Regions from separate parts of the Muntiacus reevesi genome. Here region 2 is linked to region 1. A link is a contact called in public Hi-C data. All regions are on one chromosome and are shown on one strand. The core of a region is the stretch at or near the end of the contact, and the rest is flanking DNA. Distances in the headings are between cores, read along the strand shown. Region 1 holds the start of TSHZ1 (teashirt zinc finger homeobox 1). Region 2 holds the start of CNDP2 (carnosine dipeptidase 2).

Region 1 (6,324 bases), core at 1,257-3,756:
AACTCACACAGGATCTCTTAGTATGGAATCTATTTTTGAAATCTCACTTCAAAACACAGGATACTTGGAACATGTCTCAATTTCCTCTCAACTAAAATATATTTTGGCTCCATTTTTTTAGGGTTTTTTCCCCTTCAAGTTCCTGTACAGCAGATGACTCAGTCATCAGCTCCTCACGGCCATCACTTTGCAGCATTTTGATTAAGTATGCCAAATGTCGTGTAGAGGAAAGAATGGAAACACTGAGCCTGCCAACTTTTGATTGACCATTAAAGCCAATGATATATGTGCCTGTCAAAAGACAGACAATTAAATCAATATTGGAAAAAAGTCGCCTTGACGGCTTGTTTTTATGTAAGAGCTGCCAGGATGGATTACCATGCACCATCATGCCCTTGTCAACTTTCAAACCTTTTATTAAAAAAAAAAAAAAAAAAAAAAAAGGTGGTATTTAAAGTTGCAGTACCTCATTCCCTCAGCATTTTGTTTGTCCTCAGAAACATCCACTGCACTCTAACCGCAAAAGTTCTTCAGTGCCCACGAGTCATCTTCGAAATGCAACCTTTCAATGTACCTTCTGTCATATAAATCCCTCTGGTAGTAAAAACGCTAAGAGACCTCTCACTTTCAGCACAAGCGAAGGGTGAATGTCTTTATGGATGGTGCTATACATTTAGGGGGTAGCAGGGAGGCACATACTCTCTGCAGTATCTTACTGCACTCTTCAAAGTTTCATTAAAAAAAATAAACATTCCCCTTTCTGTCCACTTTATGCTATGAATGCTGAACATCAAAGTTGCCTCTGCTCTGGCAAGCATTTCTCTCAAGGATCTAACAGAAGTCATTAACTTCTTTTATTTGACCCCTTGTACATGTGGATATTATTTGTGAGATTTGGGGGAGCAATGACCTCTGCTTTAAACGCTTCCCTAGAAAAGGCATCTATGGAGACATGAACAGGAGCCCATTACTGAGGGTAACACTAAAAATTATTCAGATTCAATTCTATACTGCAACAAACAGTCACACTTGTTTAAACACAAAACACCCTTTTATTACTTTTTCCCCCCCTAACAGCTTGAGGAGAGTTGATTTACTCTCTTACTTAGTGATAACTCACTAGCAGATCGGTGGTACTCCAAGCTCCATAAACAGTGTCCAAAATCGAGACAAGACTTCAGTAGGCAGCGGAAAGAACTATCCGGCTATTTTCAGACCTGCAGTGAAAAATGCACTGCAGTCGACCCACGCCAGGGTCTCAGCCATGGATTAGGAGGTGAGCTGAGTTGAGGATGCTGCAGCTGTAAAACTTCTGAGACAAAATTAAAATGGAGCAGGAAAAAGGGGGAGCGAGAGAGAAAAGTCGCCCTGAGAGTGGCTGAGCTGTCAGGAGCATGTGTGTTTCCATGGTGAGTGATTTATTGATGTTTATCAGGAATGAATAGATCAAAGGCCGCCGGATGACAGGCGATCAATCACACATCAAATCAAGGATGGCAATCCTCTAATAAAACAGAAAACAAGGAAAACCAGCTCCTGCCAGTTCCTCCTCCAGAGAAAAATAACTTTTCTGTTCAATCAGATTCTGCACTATCACTGCCTTGTGCTGGCCTGATCAAAAGACATCTTTAGAGGTAATAAAAAAGGCAGAAGCCTCTCGCACAGGACATTAAAGGCTGCTATTTTCCAGAGAAATCCTCCAACTGCATTCCTTGCGTCCCAGGCCGGTGACCTTATTTCAAGTGTCAGGTTCAGCCTCCCCGCCTCCGGAGGACTTTCCCATCGCGCTCAGGCCGCGGAGGAGCTACGTCTGCCCGGCGCACGCCCCCTCCCGAGGCGGCCAGGAGCTCCGGCGGCCTCCTGGCCTCCCCCGGCCTCCCCAGCCCGTCGGGGCTCCTCGCCGCGCCGAGGAGCGCCGTGAAGTTTCTCCGCTCCGCGCGCCGGCCCAGGTGGGGGGACGCGGACGGCTGCCCCGGGGCGCTGGCGGCCGGGCGCGGGCCGGGCCTCGCTCCCGGGCCCAGAGGGGGAGCGCCGCCCGCGCCCCCGCCCCGCGCGCCGGCCGCCGGGTCCCCCCCCCCCCCCGCCCCCCGCGCCGCGCCCCCCGGCCCCGCTCCCCGCGGCGCGGCCCGCGCGCCCGTTACCTGCCGAGCGCCGGGGGGCCTGCTGCTTCCTCCTCGGCATGCTGCTCGGGCCTCAGCCGCCGCCGGAGTTCGCGGGGCGCGGGGACGCGGGGCCCCGGGCGCGGGCGCAACTCCGCGGCGCGCCCAACTCTGGCCTCGTCCCCGCGGGCTCCGGGCTCCGGGCGCGCCGCGGTCCGCGGGGCGCCGCTCGCATGGACGGCCGCGCCCGGGGCCGCTCAGGAGGCGGCGGCCGCGGCCGCGCGGGCCGCGTCCCGGCCGCCGGGCTGCGGGCGGAGCGCGCGGGGCCTGGGCGCCGAGCCCAGAGTCATCCCCGGCGCGGGCCGCGGGCGCAGCGGCGGGCGCTCGGAGGGCCGGCCCGCGGCCCGCGCTCCATGCTGCCGCCTCCCCGCCGCCGCGGTGCTGCTGGCGGGCGCTCCTCCGGGCGCCGCTGTGGGCGCTGCCCTGCGCCTTCCTCCGCGAGCCGAGAGTCTCGGAGCGCAACTTTCTCTCCCCCTCGCTCCAGGCGGTGCGGGGGTCGCGGCGAGTGTTTTTAGTGCGCGGGTCGCAGCTTGCTCATTGTGCGCCGGCGAGGCCGATCCGGGCTGTCCTTTTCCTCCCCGCACTTAGTCTAAGAGGAAGAAAGCAAACAAGACAGGAGTGAAGCCCCCGTACATACATGCGCCGGGGGGAGATGTCAGGCGCTGCTCCACCTTCCAAACAGTCACAGATCAAACAGTGTCACCCGCCGCCGGAGCGCCACTCGCTGCCCCGCGCTCCCCGCGGGGCTGTGCCGCCAGGATCGCCGCTTCTTCGGAGGCGAAATCTAATGCAAACACATTTTGATCATGGATTTTTGGCCGGTCTTGATCTTCCAACAGAAAAATTTTGAAAAATACACAAAAAGCACCCCCCTTCCTAGAAAAAAAAAAAAAAAGCCAACAACAACAACCCGGAGAGTGTGCGCGAAGGGGTGAAGAGCAGACATTCACTGGGTGGGCGAGATGAGCGTGGACGGTCCCCCCCAAACTCCTGGGAGAGAGGAGATGCACTCTCGCTCGCTCCTCTTTTCAGTGAAATATAACACACATTCGGATCGCAGAGCTTTCAGACAGTCTCAACTGATAGACAGACACATCGAGCTGCTTTTCCGGCTTCAGTTTTTACTCCTCCTCCTCTCGCCAACGTCACCCTGACAATTACAAATAGGTCTCTCACAAACCATACCTGTCAATCTTTTTAATTGCTTTGTTTTCTTTTTTTTTCCCCCCGAGCTAAACAATATGACACAAAAAAGAAATCTTAATACGGCATAACATAAAAGATTGCACGTTGGAGAAAGACATTGAGGGGTTTGTTATTATAATCCACCGGCTGACCGTGGGTGAAGCCCATGTGTTATAAGCCAAGTTGAGTAGACACTAGTTCCTGCAGATTTTTAAACCTGCGAGTCTCCCCCTCCGCCCCCGCTTGTACACTCACACACACGCACCCACGTGGACACAAACTACCCTTGGACGAGGAATGTCCAACATTTGAGATAAAAATACCTGTGTCACTTTTGCAATCCTAGTTTGGGGGTTAGGTGTGATTGCGGAGGGGCACTGCGCGGCTTTTATATTTTGGTAATTAATGGGTAAGTGGACAATAAGGAAACATGTTTCACTACAATGTATTCCTTTAATAAAAATTTAATGATGGACTTTGCTCATTACACACACAAAAAATGTGGAAAATATTTAATCTGGCCCCTCTGTGAAACGTGAATTGATTATTTGGTCAATACAAACAGGGAGATAATTGACACGATGGAATGGCAGATCTTTCTAGCTGGGTTATAAGAAAAGGTCCCCATACATCATGGCAACGTCTCCAGTTCCATTAAGGCCCTCGGCACCCCAACCCCCAGCCCCCACCCCAGAAGTTTAAGATGTTAGTGTGCTCTGGAATTTGACCCTCTGGTATCCAGTATCTGTGTTTCTTTCCCAGTGGGAAACCCGTAACAGTCTTGTAGAGGCCACTTAAAACAGTTATGGAAAAACATGAAGTCTTAGCCAAAATAAATAAAATGGCTTAGTTCGTGCAACTTACATGGGACAGACTAAGGGCAAGAAGGCACGGGCGAGGCGTCGCGAGGACGAGGGCCAACAGCCTGGGTCGCAGGATACCCTGGGCGCCCCCCGCCCGGCGCTGGGTGCTCCTGCGCCGGTACCGGCGCCCAGGGCTCCCCGCCCGGCCTCGGGCCCGGGCCGTGCCCCGCCGCCCCGGCCGCGCTCGGGGTTGATTCGTACCACCTTGCAAGGAAGTGAACGCTCCGCACGGGAAGGGGAGGCGCCTGCGCCGGCCGCCGGGCGCCGCGCAGCTCCGAGGACGCCCCGGGCTGCCGCCGGCTGTGGGCCGCGGCGGTCGCGGGACGCGCGGGTGCCCTCGCCGCCCCCCTCACCCTTTTAGAGGAGTCAAATCCGGCTTTTAGACCGTGGGGAGGGTGGAGATATCCGGTGCCTCCCGGGCGCCGGGAGGAAGGGGGAGGGTGGAGAGAATCCTTGGCCAGTCTGCGCCAAGCAGATTCAAACCAAAACAAAAAGATTAAAGGAGCAGCGGCCGGGGCAGCAGCGATCCCCTGGCCCAGACCCCGGGGGTGGCGCGCCCGGGAACCGCGGGGGCTGCGCGGACTCCCCGCGCAGCGCGCGGCGGGGCAGGAGGGGGGAGCGGGCGTCAAGCGTAGTGGGGAAGTGGGGGCGGGGGTAGCCGAGGGGAGGGCGCGGGCCGGAGGAGGGGCGGACCCGCCCGCTCCGCCCGCTGCGCGGAGCCGAGCCTCGCCGAGCGGCCCGGACTGGGCGCGACCCCGGCCAACGGCGGCGCAGAAAACAGGCAGAGGCGCGGGCCATGCAGAGGCTAGCGCTCGCCGGGACCCGAGCCATCGTGGACATGTCGTACGCCCGCCACTTCCTGGACTTCCAGGGCTCGGCCATCCCTAGCGCGATGCAGAAGCTGGTGGTGACCCGGCTGAGCCCCAACTTCCGCGAGGCCGTCACCCTGCGCCGGGACTGCCCGGTGCCACTCCCCGGGGACGGAGACCTCCTCGTCCGGAACCGGTGAGCCCGGCGCGCGTCCCCCGCCCCGGCCCCGGCCCGCGCCGCGCCGTGCGGCTCCGGGGCTGTCCCGCGCCCGCCGGCGTCCCCACTCCCGGCGCGCGCTCGGGCGCACAGCCCGACTTTGCGAGATCCCGGGAAGTTGAACCCGCCGCCATCTGGCGAAGGCGAGCGTAATGAGACTGTTGCCGGTGTGAATATCCGATGGCACCGAGCGTCCTCATAACGGAGGGTTATTTTAATTTGGGATTCCCCTCCCCTCCCCCAGCCCTCCCTCCTCCTCCCCCTCCCGCTCCCGAAATAAAACCGACGGGACCCAGAAGGGGAGGCTCCCTGCCCGGCCCACCCGCGCGCACCCACGGCTCCAGCGATCGCCTAATCTTTAGGGTGGAGTTGTGAACAGCCTGGACACAAACCGCGACGTTTAGGTAACGTGCTTTGGAGGAAGGAGGCCGGGGCCCCGGCTGGCTGTTCCTGTCCGCTCCAGGTTGGCAGCTGCCTGGCTGTGGTGGAGCCTGTCGTTGGGTGTGTTGGAGTGCACCTCGCCGGTGCCGTCTGGGTGTTGTCAGCTGTGTGTGACTGTCGTCTGTGCCCTGCAGTGTGCCGCGGGGCGCGGGGCGCGCGTCCTGGGCGGCGCGGCCGGGGCGGGGGCATGGCCGCAAGTTTTGCAGACTGGATGAGGCTCGGGTCGTCGCCCGACCTTCGGACTGTCTTTTCCACCTCCACACTGCCCACCTTAATTTGCTTCCATCTCACTAATCCTTAGTAACTGCTGAAGCAACAAGAGGGAAGGGACCTCACTCTGCAGAGCCGTGACTGCGGCTCTGCCGGTGGGTCCCCTAGCTGCCTGACTTGCAGGCGGGGCGTCCGCTTCCTCCATCCCCCTTGGCGAGAGCGGGGCTCGCCCGCCCGGTCAGTCCCGTCTGTGGGGCGAGTGTGGCATATTTCAGGTTGCGTAATACTTTCGGAGGGAGAAGTAACTTTTGGTTGTAACCAGGTTGTCAGTGGTGTGCTCGAAAGCACCCGGTCCTCGGCGAGGACTGAGGGACCGTGTGTCTTATCTAATCAGCTTGGGGCAATGCTGAACGGTCCATTTATAGAGATTCGTATCAGCC
Region 2 (6,218 bases), core at 2,637-5,136, 520 kb after region 1:
AGAAACAGATTAACACATAAGATTACAGAATCATTTAAAACATGCAATGTAAGGTAGTTCTTTATATCTACCACAAGAACAGACAAAAATCCTGAATTAGCTTTGCTGTTTCTAGAAACATGTATTAAAAGTTTCTATCAAAAGCCGAAACAGTAACTTACATACTGTAATGAGAAAGCAGAGGAAAAGACCTCTCGACAATATACAATTTAAGTTACCTTCTTTTTTGGTTGGGGGGCAAGACTTAACATCTACTCAAACATGCAACAGAGTACTGATAACTATATTCACCACGCAGTGCACTGGATCCCCAGAATTTATTCATCCCGTAACAGGTCTGAACCCTTAGGCCAAACCCCCATCTCCCCACCCCTCAGTCCCTAGCAACCAGGGTTCAACTCTCCACTTCTCTGAGTTCAACTTTTTCAGATTCCACATATAAGTGAGATCACACTAGCATCTGTCTTTCTCTGCCTAGACAGCAATTTTAATACTCGATTAGAACAGCATCAATCATATTAACTCCTTGGAAGTTTCTCTGGGTCCCATGGGATTAAACTGGACCTGAACAGTCACTAAACATTCCCTTACCTTAACATAGCGATCCTGATTTTCATCCACATACTTAAACAGGGTGGTGAGGGCCGACATCTTTCAACCAGACCGCAGACCCTGGAGACTCCTGGAAGGCAGAAGAACCTGTCAGTGCTGCCTCGAGACAGGGCCCGACTGATCCCCAGACCCGGGAGGCACTTGTTAAGGATCATAAATTGCACCCCGCCCCGACAGCACAGGACACAGCCGTCACGAGGGCTCCAGGAAGTGACCTCAGCAGAGACAACGGCTCGGGAAAGCAATCAGAGGCTCAGGCTGATCTCCATTCTTTCTTTTTTTCTTTTTTTTTCAGAAGGAAACACACCCAGGAATTGTGTGACAGAATGGCAGGTAACTGAAGCAAGGGCCTGAGTTGAAGACAATCTGATATAATTAAAAGCAGGTACTTTCCAGGAGTACTGATATACCACTGTTCTTAACACTTTTTAAAAAAAACTTAATTTTACTCTCAAAGCACACAGAGAACTTGCCACTTACTATTACCACAGAGGAAAGAATCACTCCAAGGCGCTCAGCAAAAATGTCACATGTGTCCCTACACTGCAAACCAACAGCATAGCACCCAAGATCCAAGGAGAGGAACGTGGGTTCAGGTTAAGGAAACTGACAGCCCAGGTCCAGAAACGGCCAGGACAGCATGTGAAAGTCCACCGGGGCCTGATTAGGGAAGAGAAACGTCCACCTCCCCAGGTGCATTTTTGAACGTCCAGCTTCTGTGTGAGACCAAACACATCCTGCTCTACCTTACTGACACAGGGGAGAAGGTGCCACTTGACTCTGCATCTTTAAAAACTGGAACCCACGTGGGATAAAGAAAATCCCAGAACTGGGACTTTCAGAGGGGGTTCCCCTCGCTCCTTCCAAGTAACAACTCAGCTTCCATCACGTGGCAAGATTCAAGCCTCAGCAGTGACTGAGAAGAGTTCAGGGACCAGGAGCAAACTCGGCACCGCTGGGACGGGAAGTATTTCACAACTGCAGCTCAGAGTCACAAGACCCTGCCAACTGATCTCTGGAGGAGACACCAGACAGGCACCCACGTATGGACACACTGTAGTTAAAGAGTATCTTTTTCTCGGTTTAGGACTTTGAAGTCATTTCTAAACAGAAAGAAGTGAAAGTATTACCTGCTCAGTCCTGTCTGACTCTTTGTGACCCCGTGGACTGTAGCCCAACAGGCTCCTCTGTCCATGGGATTCTCCAGGCAAGAGTACTGGAGTAGGTGGCCATGCCCTTCTCTAGGGGATCTTTCTGACCCAGGAATTGAACCCTGGTCTACTGCACTGTAGGCAGATTCTTTACCGTCAGAGCCATGAGGAGCTCTAAACAGACGACGGACTTAATTCAGAATCACAAAGTCTGGCAGCAGACTGTGGATGTGCAGTCAGAGTTCAGTAAGGAAAATCCTCTTCCAATATCAGCGACAGAGCACACAGACCTCCCAGCCAACTCAGGTTGTTTCAGCTGAGGGTCTTATCTCAAAGCTGCGGCTGCTGCCGCTAAGTCGCTTCAGTCGTGTCCGACTCTGTGTGACCCCATAGACAGCAGCCCACCAGGCTCCGCCGTCCCCGGGATTCTCCAGGCAAGAATACTGGAGTGGGTTACCATTTCCTTCTCCAATGCATGAAGGTGAAAAGTGAAAGTGAAGTCGCTCAGTCATGTCCAACTCCAAGCTACCCCATGGACTGCAGCCTACCAGGCTCCTCCATCCATGGGATTTTCCAGGCAAGAGTACTGGAGTGGGTTGTCATTGCCTTCTCCCGTATCTCAATGATGGGGTCAAAAATGCTGAGGCACTGCACATAAGTCAAAGTTTTCAATCACAAAAGAAACCTCTATTTAGCAGGAAAATACGCTAAGTCAGGTAATTTTCATTTGAGTTTCTGGTCATTAAATAGCACAGATCCCACACTCACTGTGATAAATTCTCATTAATACCATGTTCTTTGTGGCCTGATTAAGCAATGGCCTTCCAGCTAAAGTCAAAGATGGAACTATCAAAGCTGCACTTCTTTTTTTTTTTTTAAACCAAAGGAGAGTAAACAGAGACCAGATTGTTCAGCACGGCCTGCCACCTCACCAGGCCGGGTGAAAAGCTACTGCTGTTATGAACTGCTCACCCAGAGGGGTGGGGCCGGGTCCATTTCTCCCTCCCACTCACAGTTCAAGTTTTTCCTGTTTCACTACTGCCAGCACCAAATCCATTAAGTGGGACCACTTTTATATGTCCTGGTGAACCACACTGAGGAGGGTAAAAGTCCTGAGCTGGAGGGAATAAAAGCAAGTATTACCAAATTGAAGAGTGCCAGGCACACTGCACTCTTGGAATCTAAAATTCTAGGGAGAAACAGCCTCGGCAGTGAACTAGTGTGAGAGGAAGGAGTGACAGGGTAGCACCCGGGACCATCCAGTGACACCTATAAAAGATTCCTTCAGTTATGAGTGCCCCATCCTGTCCCGCATTAACTCAAGACACAGGAAGAGACTTAACACACACCAGAATCTTGGCTTTAAGTCTGCGTAAAAACCACTAAAACGGGGCGGAACCCTCTAGTTTGTCCAATCGCAAACATACAGGTCTACAAAATGACCCTCGGCCACTCCTCCCTGCCAACACCAGGGACGACAAAGGCATGCAGAAACCTCCACCAGATCGCTGCGTCAGCACCAGGATCCTGTGAGGGCGGCGGGGGCGGGTCGGAGGCCCTGCCCGCGAGGACCAGGGTCTCAAGGACTCAGTGTAGGCCGACCGGGAACCAAGCATCACCGCACCTGACCGGTGGGAAGGCGGACGCTGCCTCAGAGCAACCTTCCGGCCTCAAGTGCGGGCGGGGGGCTAGAGACCCCCGACTCCGGGCCTCTGCCCCGCGGGCGCAGCACCAACCTTCGACCACCGCCAAGGGCTCCGCGGGGAGAGCCAGGCTTTCGTTCTCTGCGGGCCTCGCCGCGGGAGGGTCAACAGGCCGGCGCGCCCCCCGCAGTCTCAGAGCCCCGACCCCCAGGCGGAGCGGGCTGCGTTTTGACCCAACACCCTCTCCTGCCATTTGGGACGGCCACGCGCCGGCCCTCGGGGCGGGCCGGCATCAGCGGCTCCCCAACCGCGCCCGGCCTCCCCTGCTTCTCCGGAGGCGGCCCGCGGCCCCACATCCCGGCATCGCGCCCCGCTCCCGCCGCCCTCAGGGACCTCTCCGCCGGGAGAAGGCCGCTCACCCGCCCGCAGCTGCAGCGCCGGTTCCGCACCACGTGCCCCGGCCACGCCCCCCGGGACGGACCCGCCCCCACCGGGCCCGCCCCGCCCGCCAATCCCGGATCCCTTCCGGAAGAGCCGGCGTCGCCCCGCCCCCGCCTCCGTGCCGTCCATCAATCCTGGGCCTTTCTGGGAATAGCGTCGCCCCGCCCTGCCGTCGCCCCGCCTTTCACCACGCGGTACGTGACTGCGGCGGGGCGGGGCTGAAATCGGGGAGGCGGGGCTGAAGCCGGGGAGGCGGGGCTGAGGCCGGGGAGGCTGGGCAGGGATGGGGCGGGGCTGCAGTCGGGGAGGCGGGGCTCCAGAGCACCTGCCCGGGTGGTGACCTTCCTCTACCCACTGGTGCCTCCACGATGAGGTTTGAGAGGTGGTCTTTGGTGCAGCGGCGTCTGAAGTTGGGGCTCCCACCCCCCCCGAACCCTCAGGCTTTGGGAGAGGGGAAAAAAAAAACCCAGACCTCCCGCCGACAGTCTCATTCCCGCGGCCCAGCTCCTAAGGGACGTGCGGAGCGTGCAGCGGTTTCACGCTTTGCCACTTGTTTCGCCAGTCCTTCGCCAGTACCATGACTGAGTGAGGAAATATTTTAGTATTTAAATTCAGTAATCACAGGGACTAATGAAGGAAGTAGAGCCACTTTTATTTATTGAGCGTCTGCTATCATCTTTTTAAGCCCTCCAAGGATCCTTGGGGGTACGATTATCTGTTAAGAGTGGTGGTGCTGTTCAGTCGTCCAGTCGTGTCCGACTCTTTGCGACCCCATGGACCGAGCACGCCAGGCCTCCCTGCTCTTGACGGTCTCCCGGAGTTTGCCCAAGTTCACGCCCACTGCATCGGTGATGCCGTCCAACCGTCTCATCCTCTGATGCCTTCTTCTCCTTCTCTTAGAGTACTACCCCCCATATTTGGCAAAAGTTTTACCGCCCCTACATTCTGTATTGTTGTTGTAATAACAAGTTTAGTGGTTGCAAGAGATGTAGTTTCCCACATACTGTAAATATGTTACAAAATTTTATTAGAAAATTTACCTAAATTTTAACATGGTTTGTTTTTCCTTCAAAATCCTGTTTCTATCAACATCTCTCACAGAATTTTGTCAAGTTGTAACACGTATCTACCTGAGTGATAGCTGCTCAGTCATGCCTGACTCTTTGCAACCCCATGGACTGTAGCCTGCCAGGCTCCTCTGTTCATGGAATTCTCCAGGCAAGATTACTGGAGTGGGTTGCATTTCCTTCTCCAGGGGATCTTCCCGACCCAGAGATCCTGCATTGCAGGAGAGTCTTTACCATCTGAGCCACCAGGGAAGCCTGCTATTAAGAGACATTTCTAAGTATAAAGACAGGTCAACTTAAAAATTATCAGCAGATACATGCTTGACTTTATCTTAAAATCTATAAACAATACATTAGAATATGTAATGAATCCATACACCTTTTCCAAAGGAATACCCAAGACGGAAATAGCAATAAAGTTATAAATGACATTCATCAATCAGATGAGATAATTTAGATGAAGCTTTTCTCTATACAAAAGATGCGGACTGGGCAAGTGGTCAGGAAGGAAATATAATGTGCTTTTAACTTTGTATGAAAAATAAAGTTCAGTTCCACATTGCTGAACATAGTTCTGTTTTTGCCAAATAAATCCTCTACTTCATGTTACTGTCCAAAAGCTTTATTAAAACCCCGCTTCTGACCTTTGTTTTGGAATCTGTTACTTTTGTTGCCACCTCCTGATTGCTGTCCTCTGGAGCTTCTACTTCTTTCCTGCTGTCCCCTGACACCTCGGCTGCCTTCCCGCTGTCCTTGGAAGCTGCGATATCCTTCCCATGAACCTTCTAGCTCTGGTTGCTCCGTGGCCACAGAAAGCTACCAGAGCCATGAATCATGCCACTCTTCCTGTACTTCTGTTACTGATGCAGTAGGGAAATCAAAGCAAACACCCTGCTTTCCTTTGAGAAAGACCATTCCCTTCACTTTGAAATCAATATCCTCACCCAGCTGCTTTTTAAGTTCTTTCCAAGCATAACTAATGTTTGGCGTTTCAATTGAGCACCACAAGATCATGGTCACAAAGCCCGCTTCTGAGTTGATCAAGGAGCGCTGGTCTACCGATGTGGTACCGGAAATGTGGGCCAGGGCTGCTGCCAGGGCTTCCACATGTCCCTTCTCCTCAATCAGCTTCTCGGCTGATTGCTTGACGTGACCGATTGCAGTGGGAGGTACAGAGTCCAAGAGCCTGATGGCATCTTTGCTAGAAGCTTTTATTATCTCTATTGCAAAAGGAACACCTATTCATTTAAATTTAATTCCTGCTTTTTGCTCCACTTGGACTAACTGGTATTCTTCTTTGTGCT

What was found. A called contact is a pair of places that touch in the nucleus more often than the background predicts.
Region 2: a Hi-C map of muscle shows a contact between it and region 1, with 10 times the contacts expected there. The contact joins the promoter of CNDP2 here to the promoter of TSHZ1 in region 1. A contact is called at or near these places in 2 of 3 Hi-C or Micro-C datasets (blood and muscle).

What each region holds. Positions count from the first base shown.
Region 1 is chr4:3,836,104-3,842,427 of mMunRee1.1, forward strand. TSHZ1 (teashirt zinc finger homeobox 1) reads right to left here and starts at 2,507. Exons shown (of 2, transcript XM_065932288.1): 1 at 2,142-2,507. The coding sequence starts at 2,181. It overlaps PTGR3 (prostaglandin reductase 3), which reads left to right and starts at 4,470. Exons shown (of 2, transcript XM_065932289.1): 1 at 4,470-5,212. The coding sequence starts at 5,004.
Region 2 is chr4:4,359,574-4,365,791 of mMunRee1.1, forward strand. It overlaps CNDP2 (carnosine dipeptidase 2), which reads right to left and starts at 3,887. Exons shown (of 12, transcript XM_065932293.1): 1 at 3,826-3,887; 2 at 592-682. The coding sequence starts at 651. It also overlaps the pseudogene LOC136166240.